6 separate regions of the Mus musculus genome follow, and all the other regions are linked to region 6. A link is a contact called in public HiChIP or PLAC-seq and promoter capture Hi-C data. All regions are on one chromosome and are shown on one strand. The core of a region is the stretch at or near the end of the contact, and the rest is flanking DNA. Distances in the headings are between cores, read along the strand shown. Region 1 has its middle 73 kb from the start of Gm40242. Region 2 has its middle 27 kb from the start of Gm40242. Region 3 holds the start of Gnl2 (guanine nucleotide binding protein-like 2 (nucleolar)). Region 4 has its middle 4.6 kb from the start of Gm40242. Region 5 holds the start of Meaf6 (MYST/Esa1-associated factor 6). Region 6 holds the start of Utp11 (UTP11 small subunit processome component).

Region 1 (2,791 bases), core at 228-2,727, 490 kb before region 6:
TCCACCTCTGCCTTTGGTGACCTGGGTCTCCTGCCTGCTGGCATTCTCTCCTCAGCAGACCTTGTTTTTTCAATATTCACTCTCTGTCCATCCTGGGCTTCTCTTCTCTGGCTCTTCGTGTTCCCGAGATCACAGGTCTTGATCAAATCTTGCAAAGCGATGGACGGAGCCCTTCGTTTCATCTATGAAACCCACAAAAGCCGAAACGATACTTTGAGAGATGGGCGGCTGGAGAGTCAGCTCTGAGGTCAAGAGTACTCACTGCTTTACAGATCAGGAGACGCACAGCTATCTGCAGCTCCAGTTCCAGATCTGACAGGCTTTGGCCTCCACAGCCACCCTTGCACACACGGTATGCAATGACTCGTGCACTTAAAACAAAAATAAATAAATAAAAATGTAGAACAAGAGGAGGAAAGGCTCCTTAGTGAGTCAGATAATATGGGCAGACAATACCTAGTATACTCCAGTCCCGCCCCCACGCACGCACGTACGCACACACACACATGTACTCGCTGTGCTTAGCAGCACGTTGCTTGTCTTAGAAACCTTAGCTCGTGGCGTCTTCGCAGCGTCATTATATTCCAGGTCCTTATTACAGGCCTGCTTTACAGTATTGGAAGCTTGTAGAGGTCATGTGACTTTCCCAAGGACACCCAGATATTGAGTGGCAGGACTGGGCTTCCCACCTGGTGACTGGCTCTGCCCTTAGCCCCAGGGGAGACACCCCAGCACAGACTAGGAGACCTGCTTTAGGAATTCAGAAAACATCACCCCCTTTCCTCCCACACAACATCGAAAAGGCCCCACTTTGCAGGGCTGGCTGGGCCCAAGTTCAGGAGTTATTAACTTCTTCGTACTTCTCTCTTTGCCTCGTTCTGGGGTAAAACTGCATTTGGTTTTTAAAATTCCCTTTTTATTTAGTCGCTGTGAATGTTAGGAACTGCCAGTACTGGGAGCTGAGATCCCATCCATATGCCAGGTTTTAAATAGCAGACGAGAAACAAGTTGACACAGGGAGACCAAACTCATCCCAAACATACAGCTACTGCGCCGCTCAGACACGAACCCCGTGCCCCCGCCCCGCCCCGCCTGCTCGCTCGCTCGCCCTGTCTTCCCACTTCAAATGCTGGCCCAAGTCATCTCTCTTGTTTCAGAAACAGCACAATCTCCATCTGCTGCTTTGCATGTGTGAAGCCGTGAGCGGTGGCCCCGGCTCCCAAAGGTGTTTGTTTGGACTGGTGGTTTGCCTCAGGCTGTGGGAGTGACCATCCACCACTGACCGTCCCTTCAGTCCCTTCCACCTCATGAAGTCACAGGTCCTCCATGGCTACAGCGACTTAGCTTCATGCACTGAAAACACACTGGGGTGGACATTGTGTTTGCCAAAAGAGGCTCCTTGACCTTGGGTAGGAACTAAAGATGTTGCTCTCATCCTGGATATCTGTTTTTGCCTATGCAAAGTCATTGTAGCAGATGGAGCAGAGCACAATGGTCGAGGCCCTGGACCTAGCCTGAGCTGTCTGGCCTAAGGACCTATGAACAAGCCCTATCTGAACCTCAGTTTCTTTTCCTGTAAAATGGGGTTTCTCAGTAATGCCTGCTTTGTAGAGTGCATTGTCTTGAGGGTTAAGAACCCAATATTGCACTAAACACTGGGGCTAGCATTTGGTAAGTGGCAATGAATACCAGTTGGGGTCACCACAGCCTGGGACTGCCTGCCTCCAGAAATCCCGGGGTGGAGTCCTGTGTCTATGCATGTAGGTCACCAGCCCCGACTTTGGTACTTGCTTCGAGCCCTCATTACTGGAGTAGACCTATTCCACTGGGAACTCAGCACACCTTTCCATCTTCAACCACCCCGTTTTTTTCTTTAGCCTGAGCCCACAGGGCCTGTCTGGGCTACAGGGAGGGGGGCAGGGTTGATCTATGGGTTGGATAACCTGCCTGGGGAAAGGGAGGGGGCCTCTGACCCAGGGGTAAATCACGGACTTCCCCCAGGGCCCGTCAGTTTCCCAGGAAAGGAGCCCGGGGCATTTGTTATCTCAATGTTTCCCCTGAGGGGCTGACCACATGATTCATTTCACTCACACTAATTGGATGTAAATTAGATGAGAAATCAGTAATTTGTCCATAGATTTGTCATTCCGGTGGTGGCTTCCCAGCTTTCCAGGCAGAGGGAGGCCCTGGCCGCACAGGCGCCCCCCAGCTGTATGGAAGGAAGAAGACGCCTTCCTTGGGGGTGAGGGGTGAGGAATGGGGGAAAGATGGGGTAGCCTTCCCGAAGCGAGCCCTAGCTTTGCACTGCTTTAAAAGGATAGAGAGGAGGAGGAGCAGGGAGAGAGGAAGAAAGCAGGAGCAATGATGTGGGGGGAGAGAGAGAATCTGCTGGGGTGGGGGGACCTTTCAGGTAAGGTTGTTTAGTGTCAATAGGAGAAAGGATTACTGCCACCTCCTCCAGCAACAATATGCTAATCAACCCCCTGGGCCCACTCCGGGGCTGGGAAGCTGGGCAGCTAGCTGCCTCAGTCTGTCTCTGGAGCCTGATGGCTTCTGATTTAATGAGGGGGAGGGCATAGAACAGGCCCTGGCTCTTGGGAGTGGAATCAGACCATGCCACACAGGTCAGGGAAGCGTACAAGGGGTGGATCTGTCTGGACGACCGGCATGCAGAAGAATAGCAGCATCCTGGGCCCCCCAACACCCCCCTCAGCATTGCTCTAGGGTGGGCAGGAGCAGCAGAGCATGCTCCATTTATTAGAGAGACAGGCAGAGTCCCCTGAGAAAGGAC
Region 2 (2,700 bases), core at 193-2,692, 450 kb before region 6:
AACAGTGACATTATTTCGGTAATGAATTATTAGGCAGTATAGATGTCAGAGTATAATCTCTCTCCCAAACTTCACATAGACTGTGCACACTTCTAGCACAGGGCATGAGAACTATGGGAGTGAGGCAGTAGGGAGGATTCCTGACCCAGAGTGACAGGAGTTTCCAGAGAATGCATTCTGTACCTTTCATGCGTTTGCAGAGTGGGGTGATTCCTCCTGTGTGCGTGCGTGCGGCCCCAGGAGCCTCTGCGTGCCGCCCCAGGAGCCCCTGCGTGCGGCCCCAGGAGCCCCTGCGGGAAGCCAAGTGAGCTAGAGCAGCCACAAGGACAAGTTGGTGGCAGAGCATGGAGGGCTTCTGACTGGTGAGAAGTAGGAGGGACGGGAAGTGTGTGTGCAGTGCAAAGTGTGTGCTAATCACACGTCTGTGGGATCCAAGGACAGCAAAGCACGGATCGATGGCAGGAGTGACTGGTGGAGATGACACCCAGAAATGGGGGGAGGGTACAGCCCAGCGGGAAGCCCCTGCTTTGCTTCTCTGGGTAGGGGGAGGTGCTGTTATTAATGATGGGATGGATTAGAACAGATGGGTACTTTTGACACATTTTCCCATGTTGTTATTTTCCGATTTCCCATCTTCCCACCACCTAGTCATGTGCCTTTCTCTTGGTTAGGAGCGAAAGCACGTGACTTTGAAGAGAAGCCTCTGGAAAGAGAGTGGAAGTTGATGACACTGCCATTGAACTCAGAGACACACGCTCAACTGGTCCTGAGAGACCTCCGAAAGCCTCGCTGGATGTTGTGGATAAGCCACGGAGATTCCTGGGCTTTCTGGGAAGGGTTCAAGCTCACGCCTGAGGACCGGTTCACACTGGTTCTGTCACAGCCTCCTCCATCCTGGCAGCCATCACACTCGCCCTGATTACAGTACCTTCCTGGAGCCCTGAGGAGATTTGCATTGTAAATGGTGTTTGTTAGGGCCCAGAAATAATATTAATCATTGTAAAACAATTATGTTGCATAATTTGTACATAAAAAAGAAAAGCATGAAGCTTTGGCTTGAATTAATATTTCTAGAATTATGTATCTTTCTCATCCATACAAATAATGAGACCCTCATCTGCCCTTCTGGGTGAGACAGGCTCTGGAAGAAATAAAGATACTTACCTCCTTGTGGTTTCTGGAAACGTTTGGAATGTGTACAGAGCCATGTGGCTTGTATAGTTTGGTGTGGAAACAGCCAGGGATCTTGTGGCTGCAAGGGAAAACTTAGCTTTCTATAATTAAATCCTTATTGTAAAAGGTTGGACACAGATGGACAAAGGGAAGCTCCCAGAATGCAGAGCAGTAAAGCGGAGTGGCTTTGCCTGTGCCTCTGTTGCTCTCAGTCCAGGTGTAGCATTGGAGTAGGCAGGCATCCGTGAACAGAACTCTCAGACAGTGGGGACTTGCCGGCCAAACTTCTGGAATGGTAAATGGCACTTTTCCTCCACATATATCAACATCCGATATCTGAATGTGACCTTAATGGAAAGGGGTGGGGGGGAACAGGATGGACTCTGAAGTTGTAATTAAGGATCTTGACATGAAATCATCTTGGTTTTTTTCTTGGTATACCCTAAGCCAATGACAAGAATACAAGGAGGATGCCAGCTAGTGTTTATAATGCTGGAAGATGCTATGTGGTCTGTTGGGGGAGAAAGTCCACCAGTGATCTTATCCATCTGCAGACCCTATGTACTGCAATACTGACCTGCCAAGCAAGTTATACCCACGTGTGCAATAGTGGCTGACTGTTGGAGGTGCAGGTGGGGTAACCAACCACTTTCTGATTTGATTATAGGCCTGCCTGTTCCACAGACAGGAACACGTGCCTAGGGTAGAGTGTAGGCTCTGTCAATGGCTACTCTGCCTGACCTCTCACGTGGCTGGTGACTCTTCCTCTGAAGCATGGTGAATCTTTTCTCCTGCTCTGCTAGCCTGCCTGCGGGGAAACTGGAAGTCCTGCCTCTTTTGCCAAGCCATTAGCTGCTAGCATCTTTATTGATTGTTCAAGAGCCAATTGGTGAACAGGACCTTCAGCGTACATTCCCAATCAGAACATCGGAACCACTCCCTACAGCCTAGTACTGTAAACCTGGTCAGGAGGCTATGGCTGGGGAGGTCACAGACCTGAAAGAGTAACTACTATTGATGTTTTTCTAAATAGATGTGTAGTCAAACTGGCTTCCAAATATTTGTGTCCATACCCACAGATTAGCACTGTGTCCAATATTGCTCATAGAAACTTCTTTTTGCAGCAAGTGACACACACACACACACACACACACACACACACAAATGACCAAAATGCTAAGACGACATGACTGTTGAGTTCTTAGCCCTAAACAAGATATTTATGCCACCTCCAGGGAGCATAGTGGAAGAGGGGCAGAAAGAACCAGAGGATGGAGTGCTATGAAATGCTCTGTTGTGAATATGATATTCCCATTGCACTCATGAACACACACAGCAACTGAGCGTTAGCACTAGAGCAGAAGAGAAAAGAGACATAGACGTTGGAGAGGGACCAGTATGAAAGAAGAGGATCAGGAGTGGAAGAGCATGGAAGAGCAATGGGGCAGGGGAACTGTGGTCACAAGACATTACATACATACCTGTATAAAACTGTCAAGAATAAAAAACCGAAAGAGCACAGGAAGG
Region 3 (3,057 bases), core at 164-2,663, 340 kb after region 6:
TAGACTAGCCTTGAACTCACGGCAGATAGTCTAACCTCAAATGCTGAGGTTAGAGGCTCATGCCAACACACTCAGCTTTGTTACGTTCTGGGGACACGGAGGTGAATAACGTACCTGATTTCCATTTTCCTAAGCTTATGGCCTAGACCCAAGAAAGCAGCCAATGCTCTTGTGAACAGAGTCATTTCGGGTAGTGGCATGTGCCGTGAAGTGAGGTGGGATGGAATAACAGGAAGAGAGTGGCTGACTTAAATCAGTAACTCAGCAAATACTTCTGCCAAAGGAGCTGCTGCCAGATAGATCAAGAGAATGTAGTTCCATTTAAAAACAAGTGAACAGTGAAAAAAATCTTTTGGTGTAGGGTCTCTCTATGTAGCTCAAGCTGGATTTGAACTTGTGACAATCCTCCTGCCTTAGCCTCTCAAGTATATCATGTTTCCTTAGATCCTTTAAGTTATCCTAAACGATGATTGGAATATAAGCTAGAAAGTGTGTTTATTTATTTTTAACCTGAAATTCAAATTTCACTGTCTTGTATTTTTTTTCTTGATGTTCTCCTCCCCCCCTCCTGCTTCCCCCTCCTCCTCCTCCTCCCCCTCCTCCTGCTCCTACTCCTACTCCTCCACCTTCTTGGAGACAAGTCATGCTATATAATGTGGACAAGTCTGGAACTCCTTCCTCTGCCTTTTGAGCATTGGTATTATAGGTGTGTGTCACCATGCTGATGAATTTGCTAGTGTTTGCAATCCTATGGATAGAGGATATTTGAGCAGGAACTGACCAGAAGGAACCAGCGATGCCGATTCAGGGAATGTGTGATCAAACAGAGCAACATTCAGTGTAAATGTCAGAAGAGGGAGAAATGAGGTCAGAGGAACGGAGCCAGATCACAAGTTTTGTAGGGATTGGAAGGAGTTTGAATCTGTCTCTCTTTGCGATAATAAACCATTGGAGAATTTAAAATCTCTCTCTCTCTCTCTCTCTGTCTCTCTCTCTCTCTCTCTCTCTCTCTCTCTGTCTCTCTCTCTGTCTCTCTGTCTCTCTCTCTTTCTTTCAAGCTGAGGCTTGAATCCAAAGTCTGTTGTTACTAAAAACTGCTCTACTCCAGCCTAAAATTTAAAGGCAGGTATGACCTGTTCTGATATTTGCCCGCTCTTGCTGGAACACTTTTAGAAAGGTTCAGAGGGCAAATTCCCATCAGCTCATGCACTGGGCCGAGAACAGGCTTCTCTCTTTTTCTCTTTCTCTCTTTTTCTCACTAAACCCAGGACTGCCCGGTGCCCTGGACGTTGCTATGGAAGGGACGCTTGACGGTTGCTAGACCCGGGGGAGGCGGGAGCAGGACAGAGGCGGAGCCGGGTCAGCCTTAGGCAAGCGCCGCGCGCTCTCAGGAAGTCGCGTAGCGCGAGCGGAAGTGACGTCGCGCGTGTTCAGGGTCCAACGTGCTTCACACAGGACGCTTTCCCGGCTGGGAAGTCGTGAAGTGGTTTACCTCGCGAGTAGCAGAGCGGTGTCGGTACTGTCGTCAGGATGGTGAAGCCCAAGTACAAAGGACGGAGCACCATCAACCGCTCGGCGGCCAGCACCAACCCAGGTACGGCGGACCGGGCGGGACCAGGCCGCAGGAGCCGTCGGGGACGGAGGAAGGCCCGTTCCGGCCTGGGCGGCGGACCCGAGGTCTAGGCACCTGCTCTAAAGTTGGGGGATGAGTCACGCCAGCCTCTGGCAGCCCCGAGGCCTCTCAGGAGGAGGTGTAGAGAAAGGCAAGTTAAAAGTGGGCTAGGGTCCTGGAGTCCTGGCACATGCCTGTCATCCCAGCACTTAGGAAGCTGAGGCAGAGGGGATCACGAGTTAGTGGCTATCTGGACTACAGGGTACAGACTGAAGACACAGAGTGGAGTAGGTTGGCCCAGGTGGCATTTTACCCTTAACCATAGCATTCGTGCCACCTTAGCTTTGACCGTGGAATCAGACCATGCATAAGCAACACTTCAGGTAAATATAGTGATTTCAATAGAGGTGGTTTTGAGATACGAGAAATTCCCATCTACAGGGCAAACAAAACAGGCTTTCGAGGAGTCCCTCCCACTTTGATTTAGCTACTAAAACTGTGTTTAAATATGGGTTAGTCATAGAGGGGCTTGGTGACGCATCCCTGTAGTTCCCAATACTGGGAAGGCAGGACAGACAGATCTCTTGTGAATTCGAGGCCAGCCTGGTCTGCATAGTGAGACTGTCTCAAACTGGTGGGGGGAAAAATTAGGTATACTCTTGTCTCCGTAAGGCTGCAAGGATAGCTGACTTCTGTATCTCCTTGTAATTTGCATAATTAGGGTTTTGATTAGATTTTTTTAAAAAAATGATGAAAACACTCAGAGACTGGAGAGAACATGGGGAGAATAAGAGCTCACTCGTACTGCTGTTGCAGGAGGACCAGAGTTCAATTCCAGTTCAATCAGCTCTCACCTACCTGGAAGTTCAACTCCAAGGGGAATCTGATACCTCTGGCCTTCAAGGCATCTACCCACATATATCCGTATAATGTTTAGTACTGTGTATGTAGCAGTACTAAAGGAGAACATGCAGGAAAGTTGCTGCGTTACTTTGTGATCTTTTATAACTGTATTAAGTCACATAATACCATGCATTTGGAAGATTCACTTGGGATTGGTTGGTGATTAGTGTGATGATGTTTCTAAGCAGGGGTTAAGTTTATCAACAGCTGAAAAATGTAGACGGAAACCTTGAGGGTTGGTAGGAAGAGGGACTCAGGAAAAGGATAGGTAGCCAGATGTGTGTGGGCCGACTTCTCAGGAGAGCCCTCCAGGGGTTTAGTTTGATTTTGGGTTCTCTCTTAAAATTTAGAGTGGGAGGGGCTGGAGAGATGGCTCAGGGGTTAAGAACGCTGGCTGTTCTTGCAGGGGACCTGCAGTGATTCCCAGCACCCATGATACAGACGACCATCTATCTGTAACTCCAGTTCCAAGAGATCTGCCACCCACTTCTGGCCTTCACTGACACGCTGTGTGTGTTTAGTGCAGAGACATGTGGGCAGGA
Region 4 (2,778 bases), core at 165-2,664, 420 kb before region 6:
ACAGCACAGACCCCAACACAGAACCGGCGGACGGTGAGCATCCACTATAGTCAGATTAACAAGCCTAGGAGACAGCTATATTCTGAGACCCACGTATTCAGGGAGTCCTGTGAGAGGGAAAAAAAAAGAACTTTCCCTTCTGGCCCCTGCTCTTCAAATGACCCTATTGAGCATGGCTCTTTCTGTCGACCTCATTTCTGACTCATCTTGTAGTTGTGGTTCTGTGCTTGCCTCCTAGGGACTCCACACACAGATAAGCCTCGACTTCTCTTTACACTGGAGGAATTTGCTCGGAAGCTCTGGTCCCAATCCTGTGCATGGATAGTCGGTGCTGCGGGCCGGGGTGGATGACTCTCTGCAGGCTATTGGGGTGGCTTTTATATCTAACCACCTGTGCACAGAGGCGTTTTCCAGTATTTTTAAACCTTGCCTTGACAAGGCAATACATGGACATTAAAGACTCCCATTCTCCGGAAAAAGTGTTTTCATTTCTACTTGGTCCTTTTGGTCCTTTCTTCCTTCCTTTCTTCCTTCCTTCCTTCCTTCCTTCCTTCCTTCCTTCCTTCCTTCCTTCCTTTCTTTCTTTCTTTCTTTCTTTCTTTCTTTCTTTCTTTCTTTCTTTCTTTCTTTCTCTCTTTCTTTTTTTTCAAGACAGGGTTTCTCTGTGTAGCCCTGGCTGTCCTGGAACTCACTCTGTAGACCAGGCTGGCCTCGAACTCAGAAATCAGCCTGCCTCTGCCTCCCAAGTGCTAGGATTAAAGGCATATGCCACCACCCACGCCCGGCCCTACTTGGTCCTTTCCCATCCTTTGGCAAATTTGGGTGTTTCTTGGTCTGGCTGCTACAGTGAAGATAGAATTTTATGGCTTGATTTTTTTTTCTTTTTCTTTCTTCCTTTCCTTTTTTAAAAAACTTTATTGTTATAAACATCTTCTATGTCTCCATGATCCTCATATGTGTAATATGCCTTCTCGTTAAACATTTAGGACCCCCCCCCCCGCCACTCCCATCCCTTTACTCCCTAGCATTTAAGAACTAGACTTTAGGAAACAAAAACTGAACAAGCTGTGCCCCAGTCTCCAGATTGACAGTGCTCGCCCAGGCATTCCCTGCAAAGCTGGAGACACAGTAGCTGTGGGCTGGATGGATCCCAAACGCTGGGAGACTGGATATAAAATGATTAAAAAGTATGCATGAGAAGCCGCCGCAACCCTGGTGTCCCCAGAAAGTAAGAGATGAAGCAATATGCGTGTGGCACTTAAATTCTTCCAACTTCCAGCAACATAATCAGTTAACGAATCATGAGACTCCAAGCCACATGGAAACAAAGGCAGAAGAGAGAGCAAACTAGAGACAGAATAGGAGAGGCGGGAACGTTGAGCCAGGGGCGTTCCCATGGGGAGGGGAATCTTGCCAACAATGTTGCTTGGTATCTTTAATGCTTTGAAGAAAAGCCTGCTCTGCATAGAAGTTTTCACTGAGCATCTACAGGCAACTTGCGTCGAGAATTTCCAGCCCACCCCATGGGCAGAACACTGGACTAGATCCCGAAGAAACCCGGGCAGAAGAAAGAGGACGGGCCTCTGCTCCGAGGGCAGGCTTCTGTAAGGCCAGGGGAGCCGGAACACCCATGGCGGTCTCCTCGCAGGGTCTTGCAGACAGCTGGGGTAGCCAGCCAGCAAGCATTGTCCCCGCACAATTAAACAAGAATGCCCCACGTGACGGTTCCACTGTGAAAGTTTTCAAATAGTGTTTGGAATGTTTACATAATTGTTCAAAAGAGCCTTTTTCAATGTACCTGTTTACACTCTTCCCTTTGGAAATTCAGCAATCAGGCCATGGAGGACTCTCAGCCTCCACTTGCCGCCCTTGATTGCCGAGGAAGGAAAGAAAGGCCCGTCAGTGAATCGCTGGGAAAACATGCCCTAACAAACGCCCTGTAATGAGGGGCTCCGCTTTTGCAGGCGTAGCAGTGGCGGGGGGCGGGGGGAGGCAGGGGAGCCGGGGTGCAGAGCTGGGGGCCGCGAGCGCGCGGTGTAGCCCGTTTTTGTTGTGTGGCTCCCGGCTGGAGGGAGCGCCCCGACCCCGGTGCCTTTGTGTGCAAATTTCCCACCGGGGCCAAGCAACTTTCCACAATTTAATTAAGTGGCTTTAGAGTCCGGAGTTGGCCTAACAAGCTCCCGTTCATGAATGAAAGATTTGTCCCCCAGCAGCGGGGGCCCCCGGTGGAGACAAAGTGGGCAGCAGGGACCGCTGGCTCCGGCCGCCGGGAGCGAGCGGGTGGGGAAGCGGCTGCGGGGGGGCTGGCGGCGGTCCTTCTGGGACGCGTCTCACCTAGCTCGCGGCAAATATGCCATCCATATGCCCAGGATCACAACCGAATCAGCTCCATCAGGCCTGGCAAAGAGGCATTTAAATTGCTAATATTGTGCCGGGGAGCGTTGACAGCCTTGCCAAGGATCAGCTCTGTAGGATCCACAGAGACAAACCTGGGGTGGGGAGGGAGGACTCAGAAAGAGCCCAGCCGCAGTGAGAAATACGAAAACACAGGAGCCTACAGCCGTGGGGGATCCTTGGTAGCGAAATGTCAGGAGAAAGGGAGGAAGAGAGGAGCCCACCGTGGGGTCTTGGAACTGGTGGACCACTGGGACCCCTTTCTCATCCATTATTTCTGGTGCGTGGCCAGCTGGAGTTTCCCCCAAGGGTTCTCTGCAACTGAGCTTAGAGTTAGGATAAAGGGAAAGTAGGCAGAAACAGACAGACAGATGGACGGATGGA
Region 5 (2,938 bases), core at 180-2,679, 390 kb after region 6:
TGGATCAGAGCTCTCCCCCAGGACCCTGGTTCAATCTCCAGCACCCACATGGCAGCTTACAACTATTCCTCCAGTCCCAGGAGGATCTGATGTCTTCTGGTCTTCTTGGGAATTGCATGCATATGGTACAGAGACATACATGCAGGCAAAACACTCATAGACATAAAAAGAAAATTTCCAAGGTCTGATTGTTATTTTTTTGAGCCTAGGCTAGCCTCAAATTCTCTGTGTAGTTGAGGCTCATCTTGATTTTTTCCCCCTCAAAACAGCTGTCCTGTCTGTCTTCGAGTCCCCTGAGTGCTGGGAATAAAGACATGTGCCACCATGCCTGGCCCTGGGAGGTTCTTCTGTGGGCCAGGCTGGCAGGAAAGGAAGAGATGCTAGACTCAAATTCAGGGATTTGTGCAAGCTTGGGCTTAGGCAGATATTTTACCAACTGAGTTTCATCTACAGCCTTGACTTTCTTTTTTGGGGGGTGGTGGTGAAACTGTCTTATATAGTCTTACTGGCCCAAATACTATGTAGTACCTTGACCTTCCTGCTTCTTTTACCGCGGCCTCTTGGGTGCTAGAATTATAGGCATGTACTACTGGAGAGGAACAAGAGATTAGTGAAGAGGTTTGTGAGAGAGAAAATTAGGCAAGAGGAGTTTTAGAAAATTGAGAATTTCTCATACCTGTTGAACAATATACATCTAGGGCATAGAAACCCAAGGACATCCACCCATGGGGGCAAAGAACGCCACCTAAACTACGAGTGACGTTGCTGAGCACTGAGAATGCAGAGGTGGGCTCAGGGTGTACCTGTAGAGTGCTTGCTTCGTCTGTCCTGAGATCCATCCCCAGCACCTATTAACAGCGGGCATGCTCAACACATGGAATCCCAGCAGTGGGAAGGCAGAGGCAGGACGATAAACTCACGGTCTGTTTCTGTTCAATACCAGCCTGGATACAGTTCTGGATCTGAAGATAGAAGCTAATTCTTTCATAATCCTTCCCCTCCGGCAAACCACGTACAACAGGAGATCTGCTTGCCTGTGCTAAACCCAGCAAGATGTTGGTTTGGGGATCTTCTCTGCAACCCGGTTGGTGGGCGGAACCTTGCTCAGGTTTTCCACCTGCAGTTGGGTGGTGTTGCAAGGACCTCGTCTGCCGGGAGACATATGGAATACTCAACAGGCCTATGCTGCAGCTGGGTTCTCGATGTAGTGAATGTCTGTGGGTGTCTGTTAAGCTCAGAGGCCCACAGTGGAGCAGCAAGGAAGGTCCCACACGTACAAGCGCCTCTCCGCGCCGGCTTTCGCGCGCTGAGCCGGCCAGCTTCCCCGGAAGCCGCGCGCGCAGGCGCGGTGTGGGGGGTCGCGCCCCCTGGCGGCCAGCGGCGACAGTGCGCAGGGTCCGCCTACTGGTCGCGCGCCGCCGCCTCCGCCGCCGCTTGAGCCCAACATGGCGATGCACAACAAGACGGCGCCGCCGCAGATCCCAGACACCCGGCGGGAGCTGGCCGAGCTGGTTAAGCGGAAGCAGGAGCTGGCGGTGAGTGGCCGAGGCCTGGACGCCGTCCCCACTTGGCCTCGCAGGCAGCTCCGGAGGCGAGGACGGCGGGCAGCCAGGGTCTGGGCGCTCTGGGCGGCCGGGCGCGGCGCGGTTCCCTGCGGCGGCGCGGTTCCCGGCCTGCGCTCAGTGGGGCGGGGCGGGGCGGTGAGGGCGCGGGAAGGGCGAGAGGCAGGAGGCGGGGACGACGCTCAGGTCGGGTTAGCGGTTGGAAAGGAGGCGGCTAGACCCCGGCCTGGAGAAGATGCACGATGGATTCCATGGGCGGCGCGTTTCAATGGCCGGGGAATGTGGTGTATTTGAGGATGCCAAGGAACGGGGCTGGCGGGAGACCCAAGACGCAGCCTAGGGAATTTGGATTGGTGACGCGCACCAGGAGCCGCCGGCACCCTGCTGACTGCCCTGTAGGCTCCCGCCTTTTACGGCGAGCATCCGGGAGGCAAAGCTCACCTGAAGCTGCCCTTCCAGGTTTCCATAGCAACCGGCATCCACTGCGGGCGGCCCTTCCAGAGCTAGCAGGGAGGAAGCAGTTGATGTAGAAGAGATGCTTTTGAAAAGCTGTTCACCCTTCTCGCTGCTGGTAGCAACACATTTAGTGAGTGAGAATGGAGACAGCTCACGGTCTGTCTCATCCCTGCTCGTGACAGCTAGGTTTTGCCTCTGAAGTAGATGCAAAATCTTGCATGTGTGTGCATTTTCTGAGGATAGACTATACATTTCATTCTATTTATAAAGGGGTCCATCACCCCTACACTTCCACAGAAATGGTTCATTGTGGGTAAGCTTGACTTTACAAGTCTGTGACGGAATTTCAGTTTGCTTAATGCTTGTTTTTCCCTGTCCCTGTTTTCATCACCTAGGAAACACTTGCAAACTTGGAGAGACAGATATATGCTTTTGAAGGAAGCTACCTGGAAGACACTCAGATGTATGGCAATATTATCCGTGGCTGGGATCGGTATTTGACCAATCAAAAGTGAGTGTCAAAATCTAGTAGTATTAGCTGAGCACTGGTGGTGCACGCCTTTAATCCCAGCACTTGGGAAGCAGAGGCAGGTAGATTTCTGAGTTCGAGGCCAGCCTGGTCAACAGAGTAAGTTCCAGGACAGCCAGGGCTATACAGAGAAACCCTGTCTGGAAGAAAAAAAAATCTAATAGTATCTCTCCATTTTATCCTCTACTAATATTTGGCTGCAGGATTTTTGTTTTGATTTAAAACATGGTCTTACTATGTAGCCCTGGTTAGCCTGGAACTCACTAAGTAAAGCAGGCTGGCCTCGGATTCACAGATCACATAGCTCTTTCTCCCTCTGACTTCTGACTGATAGATTTAAAGGTATGGACTGTCATGTCCAGCTTGGGACATTTGCTTTTGGCATTTACTC
Region 6 (2,880 bases), core at 24-2,523:
CGGCGCACACCTTTAATCCCAGCACTTGGGAGGCAGAGACAGGCGGATTTCTGAGTTCGAGGCCAGCCTGGTCTACAAAGTGAGTTCCAGGACAGCCAGGGCTATACAGAGAAACCCTGTCTCGAAAAACCAAAAAAAAAAAAAAAAAAGTTAGTGTGTGTGTGAGAGAGAGAGAGATAAAGAATATGAATGAATGTGAGTGCAGGGCCTATGGAGGCCAGAGGGGGTGGTGGAATTCCTAGAGTGGAGTTAAAGCTATTTGTGAACCCACAATGTGAGTGCTAGGATTTGAACTCTGAGAGAGCAGCCGAGTACTCTTAACGGCTAAGCCCTCTCTCCAAGGCTTGTTAAAAGCTTGTTTGAACCAGTTATGATGTAATTTCTGAGAATGGCAAAGTGGATAAAGTGATTCTGCATACATCTTTATTTGTATTGCATATCCAAACCCTAACACATTCTCCTGAGTAAATCCACACCTATTTATTCTAACTAAATTAAGTGGGGGAACTCCCCACTTCCCTCCTTTTTTTCTTCTTACCAAGGACTACGCCTACTGCCCTTACTTGCTAGGCAAGCAGTTCACCATTGAGGCCTATGTCTAGAATTTTTTTAGATTTTTGAGTCAGGTCTAAGTGACCCAGACAGGCCCCGATTTTGGGATCCTTCTGCCTTGGCCTCTTGGGTAGATGCCATTATAGACCTGGGCTATGAGGTCCAGCAAAGTTTGTAAATGGTCAAGACATTCTCCAGAAGGGATAAGGAAAGTGCCACGATTTTAGGGGGAAGCATATGACAGATCTACACGAACCGCAAATCCCATGCCAAAAGTTGGGCCCAGTTTAGGAACACCCGGGCATGCGTCGGTTGTGAGGCGCCTACTGTCGCTGGTCACTCGGTTACATTCCTTTGACTTTGGTCTCAAGTTCCCAGGGAAAGGCCTCTAGCACACCCTGCCTCACTCAATTACCCACTGACCCTCTACCGTAGAGAATGACAATCCTCCTACCCTGTCCCTGGGTCTCCCCGACAAGGCACGCTGGGGTCAGGCCCCATGTGTTGGGTATTGACTGAAGGCAGATGCGCTGTCCCGTATCCGGATGCAGGGACAGCGAGGGGGCGGGGGCCACTGCAGGCGCCCCTGAGGCTTGCGAGGGCCTACCTGGCTTCGTTCTCGGTGTTCCCGCTGCCGGGTCTTGGCTGCCTTGCGAAAAGCCGCCGACATGCCTACTGAGGTCTAGGAAATGCTCAGCAAACTCCACCACCACGACAGCACTACCCACCCCGCCGCGTCCGCCAAGACACCGGAAGCAGGCCCAAGACGCGGCTTGCAATGCAGCCTATCAGAAGCCTGCTTTACCGGAAATACAGCCCCTCTCAAGCGGCCTGAATCGGAGGGTTCTGGGAGATGTAGTTTCCAAAGCTAGAGTCTTGGGATTCTTTCACAGCTCTCGGTTCGCAGAGAACGTCCACTGGTCCAGAGACCTAGACTTCGCTCCAGGCCGCACGTTGGCATCTGGGAACACATGGCTGGCACTGCTCTCTGGCTACGCTCGGCTTGCGTGTGCGCATGTGCTGTCACCTGAGACTTGGTGTGGGTTAAGATTCTAAGTAGAACTAGAACGTGGCTCACACCTTTAACCCCAGCTCTCTGGAGGTAGAAGCTGGCAATTTTCTGTAAGTTCAAGGCTAACCTGGTCTTACATAGTGATTGCCAGGCCAGCCAGGGCTACATAGTAAAATAAATCGCAGTCTAAAAACAAAACAAAAACAAACAAACCAAAAACTAGAAATAATGTGAATCTTACAGTATACTAGAAAGAGTACTTTAAAACCATATTTGGCTCCTCAGCTGACTTCTGGCTGCGTGGCTCTGAGCTGATTGCTTGACTTTAAAGAGCATCATTTTTCTCACCCATAAAACGAACATAATAATAGCAGACTGGTCTTGCTCATAGGAGTATCAAGGGCTCTGAGTGGCAGAACTGTATCTATAAGCAGAGTAGAAAAGAATCATCTAATAGCAATAAAGTTCCGAGTCCTTCACAGCCATCAAAGTTGTGCGTCTAGCTGGCCGACTTAACATAAGGTAGTTAATGTGATGGATAGAGAGCCGCGAACTGTGGAGGGAGTGTTCTGGTGCCAGCTCTGCTCTTAACCAAGGAAAGTTAGTTTTGCTGAGGCTTGGTATCCACATCTAGTTGTAAAATAATAAAATAATACTATACCCTCAGGATTTTGAGGTTTAAAAGACATATGTTTTCAGTGCTTAATGTTGGGTTTACTTGTTAGCAGGTTCACAATAAAATTGATTTGTTTCTGTTTTTGTTTTGTTTTGTTTTGTTAGTTTGTTTTATTGGGGTTGACTTAGTCTGATTAGGTTTGATGTTTTGAGGCAGTGTCTAGCTATGTAGGCCTGGCTGCACTGACACTCATAGATCAAGCTGGCCTCAGATTCACAGTGATCTCTTGCGTCTGCAAAGAGCTGGGATTACAAGTGTGTGACAGTGTGCCCAGCCATCCTGTTATTTTTGTCACCACTAAAGCTACCTTTAAGTAGCACAAGAGAGAGTTGGACCCAGCCAAGCATCACAGCAATGTTTGGGTTTGTTTGTGCTCTCCCCCCCCCCATGCCTGCCACCCTCCACCCCCACCCCCACCCCACCCCCGTATGTTTTCATCTGTTGGCATTTGGAATCTTTTCCACTATGGGAGACTAATCTTCAGCCAGCTCCTTGTTGTTTTTGTTTTATTGAGACAGGATGTCACAATGTAGTCCTAGCTGTCCTAGAAGTCACAATGTAGACCAGGCTGGCCTCGAATTCACAGACATCCACTTGCCAAGTGCTGGGATTAAAGACATGTACCACGACACAGGCTTCC

What was found. Promoter capture Hi-C pulls out the DNA fragments that hold promoters and counts their contacts. HiChIP or PLAC-seq counts read pairs in DNA pulled down with a chosen protein or histone mark.
Region 1: a contact with region 6 is called in a promoter capture Hi-C map of hippocampal neurons, with 6 times the contacts expected there. The contact joins the enhancer-like site here to the promoter of Utp11 in region 6. A contact is called at or near these places in 8 of 39 promoter capture datasets (the 3T3-L1 cell line, cranial neural crest, embryonic stem cells and 5 more) and 11 of 115 datasets of contacts at active chromatin or transcription factors (astrocytes, embryonic basal ganglia, embryonic forebrain and 7 more).
Region 2: an H3K4me3 HiChIP or PLAC-seq map of embryonic hindbrain shows a contact between it and region 6, with 5 times the contacts expected there. The contact joins the enhancer-like site here to the promoter of Utp11 in region 6. A contact is called at or near these places in 10 of 39 promoter capture datasets (the 3T3-L1 cell line, cranial neural crest, embryonic stem cells and 6 more), 1 of 484 Hi-C or Micro-C datasets (the C2C12 cell line) and 8 of 115 datasets of contacts at active chromatin or transcription factors (T-cell acute lymphoblastic leukemia, bone marrow-derived macrophages, embryonic basal ganglia and 5 more).
Region 3: a promoter capture Hi-C map of pre-B cells shows a contact between it and region 6, with 3 times the contacts expected there. The contact joins the promoter of Gnl2 here to the promoter of Utp11 in region 6. A contact is called at or near these places in 3 of 39 promoter capture datasets (erythroid cells, hematopoietic stem and progenitor cells and pre-B cells), 2 of 484 Hi-C or Micro-C datasets (the G1E-ER4 cell line and natural killer cells), 1 of 115 datasets of contacts at active chromatin or transcription factors (extraembryonic endoderm stem cells) and 2 of 9 other capture datasets (adipose tissue and liver).
Region 4: a contact with region 6 is called in an H3K4me3 HiChIP or PLAC-seq map of stem cell-derived neural progenitor cells, with 20 read pairs. The contact joins the enhancer-like site here to the promoter of Utp11 in region 6. A contact is called at or near these places in 8 of 39 promoter capture datasets (cranial neural crest, embryonic stem cells, hippocampal neurons and 3 more) and 6 of 115 datasets of contacts at active chromatin or transcription factors (embryonic basal ganglia, embryonic hindbrain, embryonic stem cells and 3 more).
Region 5: a contact with region 6 is called in a promoter capture Hi-C map of hematopoietic stem and progenitor cells. The contact joins the promoter of Meaf6 here to the promoter of Utp11 in region 6. A contact is called at or near these places in 6 of 39 promoter capture datasets (the C10 cell line, the HPC-7 cell line, erythroid cells and 3 more), 1 of 15 datasets of contacts at CTCF or cohesin (the NIH/3T3 cell line), 4 of 484 Hi-C or Micro-C datasets (CD4 T cells, CD8 T cells, the G1E-ER4 cell line and 1 more), 6 of 115 datasets of contacts at active chromatin or transcription factors (bone marrow-derived dendritic cells, bone marrow-derived macrophages, effector CD8 T cells and 3 more) and 2 of 9 other capture datasets (adipose tissue and liver).

What each region holds. Positions count from the first base shown.
Region 1 is chr4:124,198,069-124,200,859 of GRCm38.p6, forward strand. No RefSeq gene overlaps it. Among named protein-coding and RNA genes, the nearest start is that of Gm40242, 73 kb to the right of the region's middle. Within about 2 kb of position 1,478, at least 17 of the 459 cell types and tissues checked have an H3K27ac peak or open chromatin away from gene starts, as enhancers often do. A contact at or near this core is called in hippocampal neurons, where this site is marked.
Region 2 is chr4:124,243,814-124,246,513 of GRCm38.p6, forward strand. No RefSeq gene overlaps it. Among named protein-coding and RNA genes, the nearest start is that of Gm40242, 27 kb to the right of the region's middle. Within about 2 kb of position 1,443, at least 2 of the 459 cell types and tissues checked have an H3K27ac peak or open chromatin away from gene starts, as enhancers often do.
Region 3 is chr4:125,028,601-125,031,657 of GRCm38.p6, forward strand. Gnl2 (guanine nucleotide binding protein-like 2 (nucleolar)) reads left to right here and starts at 1,414. Exons shown (of 16, transcript NM_145552.2): 1 at 1,414-1,594. The coding sequence starts at 1,531.
Region 4 is chr4:124,275,652-124,278,429 of GRCm38.p6, forward strand. No RefSeq gene overlaps it. Among named protein-coding and RNA genes, the nearest start is that of Gm40242, 4.6 kb to the left of the region's middle. Within about 2 kb of position 1,415, at least 51 of the 459 cell types and tissues checked have an H3K27ac peak or open chromatin away from gene starts, as enhancers often do. A contact at or near this core is called in stem cell-derived neural progenitor cells, where this site is marked.
Region 5 is chr4:125,083,732-125,086,669 of GRCm38.p6, forward strand. It overlaps Meaf6 (MYST/Esa1-associated factor 6), which reads left to right and starts at 1,430. Exons shown (of 8, transcript NM_001374123.1): 1 at 1,430-1,535; 2 at 2,414-2,529. The coding sequence starts at 1,446.
Region 6 is chr4:124,692,281-124,695,160 of GRCm38.p6, forward strand. Utp11 (UTP11 small subunit processome component) reads right to left here and starts at 1,274. Exons shown (of 8, transcript NM_026031.3): 1 at 1,160-1,274. The coding sequence starts at 1,222.